Linked DNA regions of Danio rerio: region 1 is linked to region 2. Evidence: chromatin contacts called from public HiChIP or PLAC-seq data. All regions are on one chromosome and are shown on one strand. Each heading gives the region's core, a stretch centred on a gene start, on an enhancer-like site or on the middle of the called end of the contact. The rest is flanking DNA. Distances are from core to core; before and after follow the strand shown.

Evidence for each region. HiChIP or PLAC-seq counts read pairs in DNA pulled down with a chosen protein or histone mark.
Region 1: an H3K4me3 HiChIP or PLAC-seq map of embryo shows a contact between it and region 2, with 3 times the contacts expected there. The contact joins two enhancer-like sites. A contact is called at or near these places in 4 of 18 Hi-C or Micro-C datasets (caudal fin, embryo, fibroblasts and 1 more) and 2 of 4 datasets of contacts at active chromatin or transcription factors (caudal fin and embryo).

What each region holds. Positions count from the first base shown.
Region 1 is chr8:21,058,165-21,061,752 of GRCz12tu, forward strand. The region is part of intron 3 of sema6bb (sema domain, transmembrane domain (TM), and cytoplasmic domain, (semaphorin) 6Bb); the gene reads right to left. Among named protein-coding and RNA genes, the nearest start is that of si:ch73-272h24.1, 25 kb to the right of the region's middle. Within about 2 kb of position 1,812, at least 13 of the 62 cell types and tissues checked have an H3K27ac peak or open chromatin away from gene starts, as enhancers often do.
Region 2 is chr8:20,801,112-20,804,553 of GRCz12tu, forward strand. It overlaps sema6bb (sema domain, transmembrane domain (TM), and cytoplasmic domain, (semaphorin) 6Bb), which reads right to left. Exons shown (of 19, transcript XM_073910233.1): 19 at 1-3,442. Among named protein-coding and RNA genes, the nearest start is that of rorca, 41 kb to the left of the region's middle. Within about 2 kb of position 2,055, at least 5 of the 62 cell types and tissues checked have an H3K27ac peak or open chromatin away from gene starts, as enhancers often do.

The DNA.
Region 1 (3,588 bases), core at 562-3,061, 260 kb after region 2:
AAAAGACATGCACTATAGGTCAACTAAATAATTAAATTGGCCGCGGTGTATTCGTGTATTGGTGTTTCCCAGTACTGGGTTGCAGCTGGAAGGCCATCTGCTGTGTAAAACATTTGCCGGATAAGTTGGCAGTTCATTCTGCTGTGGCGACCCTTGATGAATAAAAGGACGAAGCCGAAGGAAAATGAATAAATGAATAACCGAATAAAGCTGCAAAGTAAAATACATTTTAAAAAGAGAAAGGAAGGAGGAGGAAATTAAAACAAAAACGTAAAGTGAGAAGTAAATGGAAGAAGCAGTAAAAGAAAATTGATAAAGGAAAACTTAGCAAAACATAAACTTTAAAGGATTAGGGGAATAAAAAAAAGCTAAATCTAAAGTGAAGAGAAGGGGAGTCATGGTGGCGTAGTGGGTAGCATGAATACCTCAGAGCAAGAAGGTTACTGGTTCGAGACCAGACTGGGTCAGTTGGATTTTCTGTGTAGAGTTTTGCATGTTCTCCCCGTGTTCACAAGAGTTTTCTCCGGGTGCTCCGGTTTCCACCACAGTCCAAAGAAACGCGCTACAGTTTAATTGAAAAATCTAAATTGGTCATAGGGGATGTGTGTGAATGAGAGAGTGTATGGGTGTTTCCCAGTGTTGGGTTGTGGCTGAAAGGGCGTCCGCTGTGTAAACATTTGCTAAATAAGTTGGCGGTTCATTCCACTGTGGTGACCCTGATGTATAAAAGGACTAAGCCGAAGGAAAATGAATGAATGAATGAATGAAGCTGAAAGCATGTAAAGTAAAATATATTTTAAAAGAAGAAATGAAGGAAAAGGAAATAAAAACAAAAAACTTTTTTATTATTATAAAAAAGACAATATATAAGAAAATGTAGAGAAAAGAAATAGAGGCAGAAACCAAAGGAAATTAGTGGAAATGAAAGGAGAAATGAAAATGAGGTACAAGTAAAATGAAAGAAAGCAAAAAATGTGAAAGGTAAGCAAAGACAAGGAAAAGAAAAACAAATACGAATGAAAACAAAAGATAGAGAGTAAATGAAATGAAAAGGCAGAAAATACCATAAAAATGACAACGTAAAATTTAAGAAATTGAAAAATTGGAAATAGGAAAAGAAAATTAAAGAGGAAGAGGAAAAATACCAAATGGAGAATAAGAAGAAAAGAATAAAGAAGAACAAAAAGGAAAACAAAGAAATAAGGAAGAAAAGCAAACACCCTGAAAAGTAACACAAAACAATTCTCACTTTCACCTAATTATGAGCTTTTTTGCCAATCAATTCTGCATTCACACATTTGGCTCCACATGAAAGATGTGGCAGCTCAGAAATCTCAGATGGGGTGATTATTAAACTGCAGGGAGAAGTGGTGATAGCTGAGGGGGAATAGAAGAGAAGCTCTATTACATTTTAATAGGAGGAGCCGTGACCTCCAGCACCACCTTATGGCAGGTCAGCAGAGAGGTTAACACTCCGGGGGCAGGAGGATCATGGGAAATGAGGTTTTTAGAGGTCACTGGTTAATGCCATTATTTCTCCCTAACTGCGACTCCAACACTAAACTTCAACAGACAAGTAGGGGACAACAGAGAATTGCAAGACCAGGCTGGGTGGGCATCTCCACTTGTGGGCCCAGCGTGCTCCTCACCTTCTCTTTCGGCGAGCTCTACATGCTAAGTGAGAACATTGTTCCGGTCAATTTGTTCCTTTCAGAGTCCCAGTGGGCAGTGTCCTTTAGCCTGACAGCACACTGAGAGAAAGCACTCTGTCTGGAAGGGTCTGACATCAAGACAAGAGTGAGGGAGAGACAGAAAGACGCAGGGAGAGAAAGAAAGAGCGAGCGCCGGGCCAAAAAGGGCGGGACGACTGAAGGGACGGTTTGAGATATGGAGAAATCGAGAGCTGACAAAAGGAAAAGAAAGAAAAGGGAAGGAAACCGGATGACAGTAAAAGACCAATAAAGAGGACAGAAATGACAAGGGAGTAAGGAGGCCCTGTGCTGGGGAGTGCAAGGGGAACAGTGCCCCTCTGGCCACAGACAGCCCTCAAAAAGGATCTGTGGGGCGGGTTAAGCAGTCGCAGGTGACACAAAACCCCAAGGGCAACTGTAAGCGTGCATGTGTGTGTGCGCGCGTGTGCCCCCTGTGCCCGCAGCACCTGTTCCCTCGGCACAGCAGCCTCAACACTTGCTCTGAGGGGTGAAGTGCGGCTGTTGGGGGAAAAGGCACTCTTGAACAGGGCACCTATTCAAGAAACCTGGAACACGCTCTGCATTTCCCTTCCTCCTCCTCTTTTAATTTCCTCCAATCACATTTCAGAATATCACACAAATTATACTGCAGTAAAATCAGCAGGGGGCTTGCTCAAGCTTGATGCATGTTGTTGGGGAAAGTTGCACATCCCAACCATAAGAATGGCTGGTAATAAATTAGCTATGTGTTTGCTGAGGATTAAAGCGGCTTAGCTGAACAATCGCTTAAGATGTGGAATGCATTAAAGATGTAGAATAAAACAACGGCATCGGCGGAATTGAAATCGTTAAGAATGTGAGAAAGCGAAACCTAAGTGGGTTAACGGCTGTGACTTTTTGTACAATAGGTACTTTTTGTACATTAAATTATGCAGTAGCTGGATTTAAACTTGAGTGAATGAAAATACATTGATGAAAAATGTCCAGGCGACACATGTATGCTGGATATGCTGGAATAGTTGGTGGTTCATTTCGCTGTGGCGACTCCTGATGAATAAAGGGACTGAGCTGAAGGAAAATTAATGAACAACGTCAAAATGTTTAGTTACTTTTAAATCTATGTTAAACTTACATGAAATGTGATTGCGATGTCGCCTATTTGCATTGTAGGGAAATCAAATTTTCTTCTATTTGTTTTTTGTGACACTGCATAAATTTGAGAATTAACAAACTGAAGCAATGTAATTTTGGTAAAACTATTTTAAAATATCATGGACATTTAATCATTTAATTGACCCAGCAAGGAAATACAATAAGCTAGGGCCATACAATATTAGAAAAATCTATACACTGTTGCGGAAAATGTCAAATATTCGTGTTTTGCGTTCTGGAAATTATTTTATCAGTCACTCTCATTGGTTGATGATTGTTGTTTCGCGCGCAGTGAGCAGTGAAAATAAATAATGGCATAGTGGCCTGCCTAAATAATATTTGTATTTTAAAAATGGTAAAAATGCAGTCATGAATATTAGCTTTTTTTTTAAACCACATGTAAATCTGATAATGAGCCTGATCAAAAAAGATCTTGAGAAGATAAAACTGGGGTGAATGGATCAAGATAGCGGGAGACAGAAGCAAAGCGATGTCAGGTCAGCCAGAAAACATGACAGAAGAGTTAACTGGGGGCTCTTCTTGAAGATTAGACTGAGTGAATAATTTAATTATTTGTTTTTCACTTGGTACATAATAGTGAAGTGGATAGTGATTGTTCATACGATTTATGTTTGTAGCTACATGTTTTTATTATCCATGACTGACCTATGATAATAATATGGAAAAAAATAATAAAAGACTGTTTAGAAATATGGTGCTCCTATTTTGCGCTATCATAATTTAA
Region 2 (3,442 bases), core at 805-3,304:
TCTCTTCTCATTATTTCTTTCTTTTAGTTTTGAGAAAAGGCTTTGCACAGTTCATGAACCAGGATCAAACACTGAAATTCAGGTCACAGTCGCAGAATAATCATTGTCATTGTCGAAAAAAAAAAACCTCACACACCAGAGGAACTCAAATTAATAAACCAACCTAAAACATTACCACAAAAACAAACAAATAAACAAATATAAAAATGAAGAGATCAGTACTGGCTAATATATTCTCTACAACTTTACAAAAAAATTCAAACTCTGTTTGTGCTTGTCAGATGTCAGGTTTTGCAGACTGAAAGCATTTCCAAACAAACCATTTCTTTCTTTGTGTTTGCGCATTTTGTCGGGTGGCCCATTAGTTGTGGCAGTTTGTGGCTGGGGGGGGGGCGTACAAAAAAAAAAAATCAGAGCTTTAAGAGACAAAGCGGAGAAAAAAAACAGCCCAGACAATAAGAAAGCCTCGAGCGCACTGTCCTCACTGTTCACAGGCAGAATTTTAATTGGAAAATTGAGAGTAGGGAGCTTTTTAAAACATAGCTAGATATATTTCTGTCCAAACAAAAGCGTAGCATAGTTTTTACGGCCGACTCTATTTCTTGCTCGAGAGAATTACGACATAGGAAAACAGTGAAACAACCCTCATTTACTTTCTTTTCCCGGGAACACATTTTATAGAGCTCCACAGCAAATTAACTCCATTTCACTGCCTCAAAATCTTGTGCGAATTAACCCTGTTTAGCAATTGCGTACAGGGTTACACAATACATTTCACCTGCGTTTGCTGCTTGTTTATGGTTTATTCTATTTATATGGGATTTGGCTGCCCACATCTCGGTCGATTGCTTTGTAAAATCTGGCAGTGAGTAAGCAAGTGGGTGCCTGTGTTTCTGCACGTCTCTCACGATCATCTCTAGGACTTATCAGGCCAACATAGACTTAATCACGCATGTTTCGTCTAATGGTGCAACAGAGTGAAAAACCAGGGAGACGGGAAAGATGAGAGCATGCATGGATGGTCAGAACTTTCCAGCAAGCAGTGAAGCCTCAGTCTGTGTAAGATTGGTGGCAATTAAAAAACCCAAGCATCAATAATGTTGATTGTTTAAAATAATTACACACTGGGTTTTGAACTCAGTCATGCATTGGCACTTAAAACCTACAAATTATACAGCTGATTAATTGGTTTAATATTTAGCTTCAGCAGTTCACTTTCAACCATTCACAGTCAAAAGAATGCACTCATATCCTGTGCCCTTAAATTCTCTCTCCATCATCACTACACCAGGCTTTTCGTTCGGGAACACAGCCTGTTTTTAGGCCAATATATACTTAGTGCTGAAGCAGTGTTGATTATAGGACCGTCAACTATTTGAAGTTAAACCCTTTTATGGACCATTTTCACATTTTCGGGTTTGGAATAAAAACATTGGCAGGACAGATGTCTGGAGAATACATCTGAGAGCAAAGCTAATGTAATTTTTGTATTTGTTTCAAAAGAGTAAGGAAGAAATTTCCAAAATTCAATAGTCTTTCTTAAAGGAAAAGCCAAATTTATCATCACTCAAGATATTTGAAACCTTACTGCATTAGTGTTCACTTTTTAGGTAAGGAATTATGCCAAAGTACAATTTTATGTATTGTAGTTTAAGAATTTTAAGAATTATTTATTTAAAAAACAAACAAGCAAACAAACAAAACAATTAACAGTATTAAAAACAGCAATACTGGAAAGTATCACTTTTTTTTAAAAAAAATAACTTGCATTTGATCATTTTCTTTAGCATCATGGTTGGTCAGAAAATGATTTTAATACACTGATTTGGTGCTTAAGACATATTTCATCAATGCTTAAACTGTTGTGCTGCTTAATGCGTTATATTTTTGCTAGGATACTTGGAAATCTTGGACAAATACTTGGAAAAATAATATTTAAATTACATAAAATAACCTTAAATACAATTTAATTACTGTGGAAATGCATCATCTCAATGTGAAAATGGTCCACTGAACAGAGACGAATATCTCATTGTGCATTACTGCCCTCTAGTGGACTCATTCAGGTAATGCTAGGTGAATTACTAGTGCCCCACGGGAAGAAAGCGGAGATAACGTCGTTCACTGAGAGGTGAATGAATTGAATAGTACACCATTTCTTTCATGCTTCCCGTGGGGTTTACAACCCTGAAACAAACAAACAGCAATCCAAAGAGAGCCAGAGGGAACTGAACAATGCATGAAGCGGGCACTGTGCCATTGGGAGCCTAGTGGGTTAGATTTTTTTTTTGCTCTCCATCTAAATGTAACATTGTATTCGTCTGATTCTGTGTGGCTTGTGAAGGCTGGCAGTGAAGGGGGAACCAGAGGGGTCCGATCTGTCTGGCTCCTCATTGACATTCTCCTGGGCAGGGCCGATGGCTAGGCCGTGACTCTTAACGGCTATTTGTTGTGAGGATGGTCTTCTCTGGCTGGGCCGCACAAAGAGACCCAGTGTCAGAAAGACACTCTGAATGCAGCTCCCCAGCGGCCCGACTCAGCCCAGACAACCGAGCTCACATTCGATTCAATGGACTGCAGAGAAAACCAAGCCAGTCCGAGCTAAAGAAAAAGCAAGTGTTGTAAACGCTCTGTTCTTATTCTAACATGTGTAAGGGATAAAAAAAAGGCTAAACTTTTTAGTTTTGGAAATAAACCACAAAATAAATAGGTCCACCCAACAACATATGTCCCTGTACGTAACATATAATCATTTCCACAGTGCTTCCCTGCTCAATCCAGAAAGCATGGGCTGATTCCTCCATGATTTTTGGCGAACGCTCTACTCAGTCACCCATTTACATCTGATATTCCAGCACACAAGTCTGTAGACAAAGTCAGATGGCAGTTTTCTTGATTGCTTCCTGACACTTAACAGGTTAAGGGAGGGAGGGGCAGTCAGTCACTTGACATCAGATAAGATCACTCGAGAATCTCCAGTGCCGCTCGGCCACTTTGCGTTCACATCAGGTCTGGCCGACAAGCACATTTTAGCGCAACTTACATACACACACACATACAAACAGACAACCAGACACAAGGAAGTTAGAGCTTGTCTGAAAATGCCCCAGGACGCTTAAAAGAAGCATTCACAGGTGCAAACGGAAGGTGAAAATGAAACGGATCACTTCCAGGGCGTGAGATTACACAGACAGACAATCTGCGATTACGCTAAACAGTCAACGTAGCCTTTCGCAGGATTATGATGAAGTATTTCACCTCCCATCACCTAACCATCCGTTTATTCCCAAGCGATCCTTCCATTTGATTAGACAGGGCGCTAACGTGCTAAGTGGCGTCACCCCGCGGGCTGGGGAGGACGGCGGCTTTAACACCATCAACCGCTAATGCTCTCGTTCTCTCACTCTTGGTGGTCCTAGAGCTCAGCCACTGGGTGGGGGAC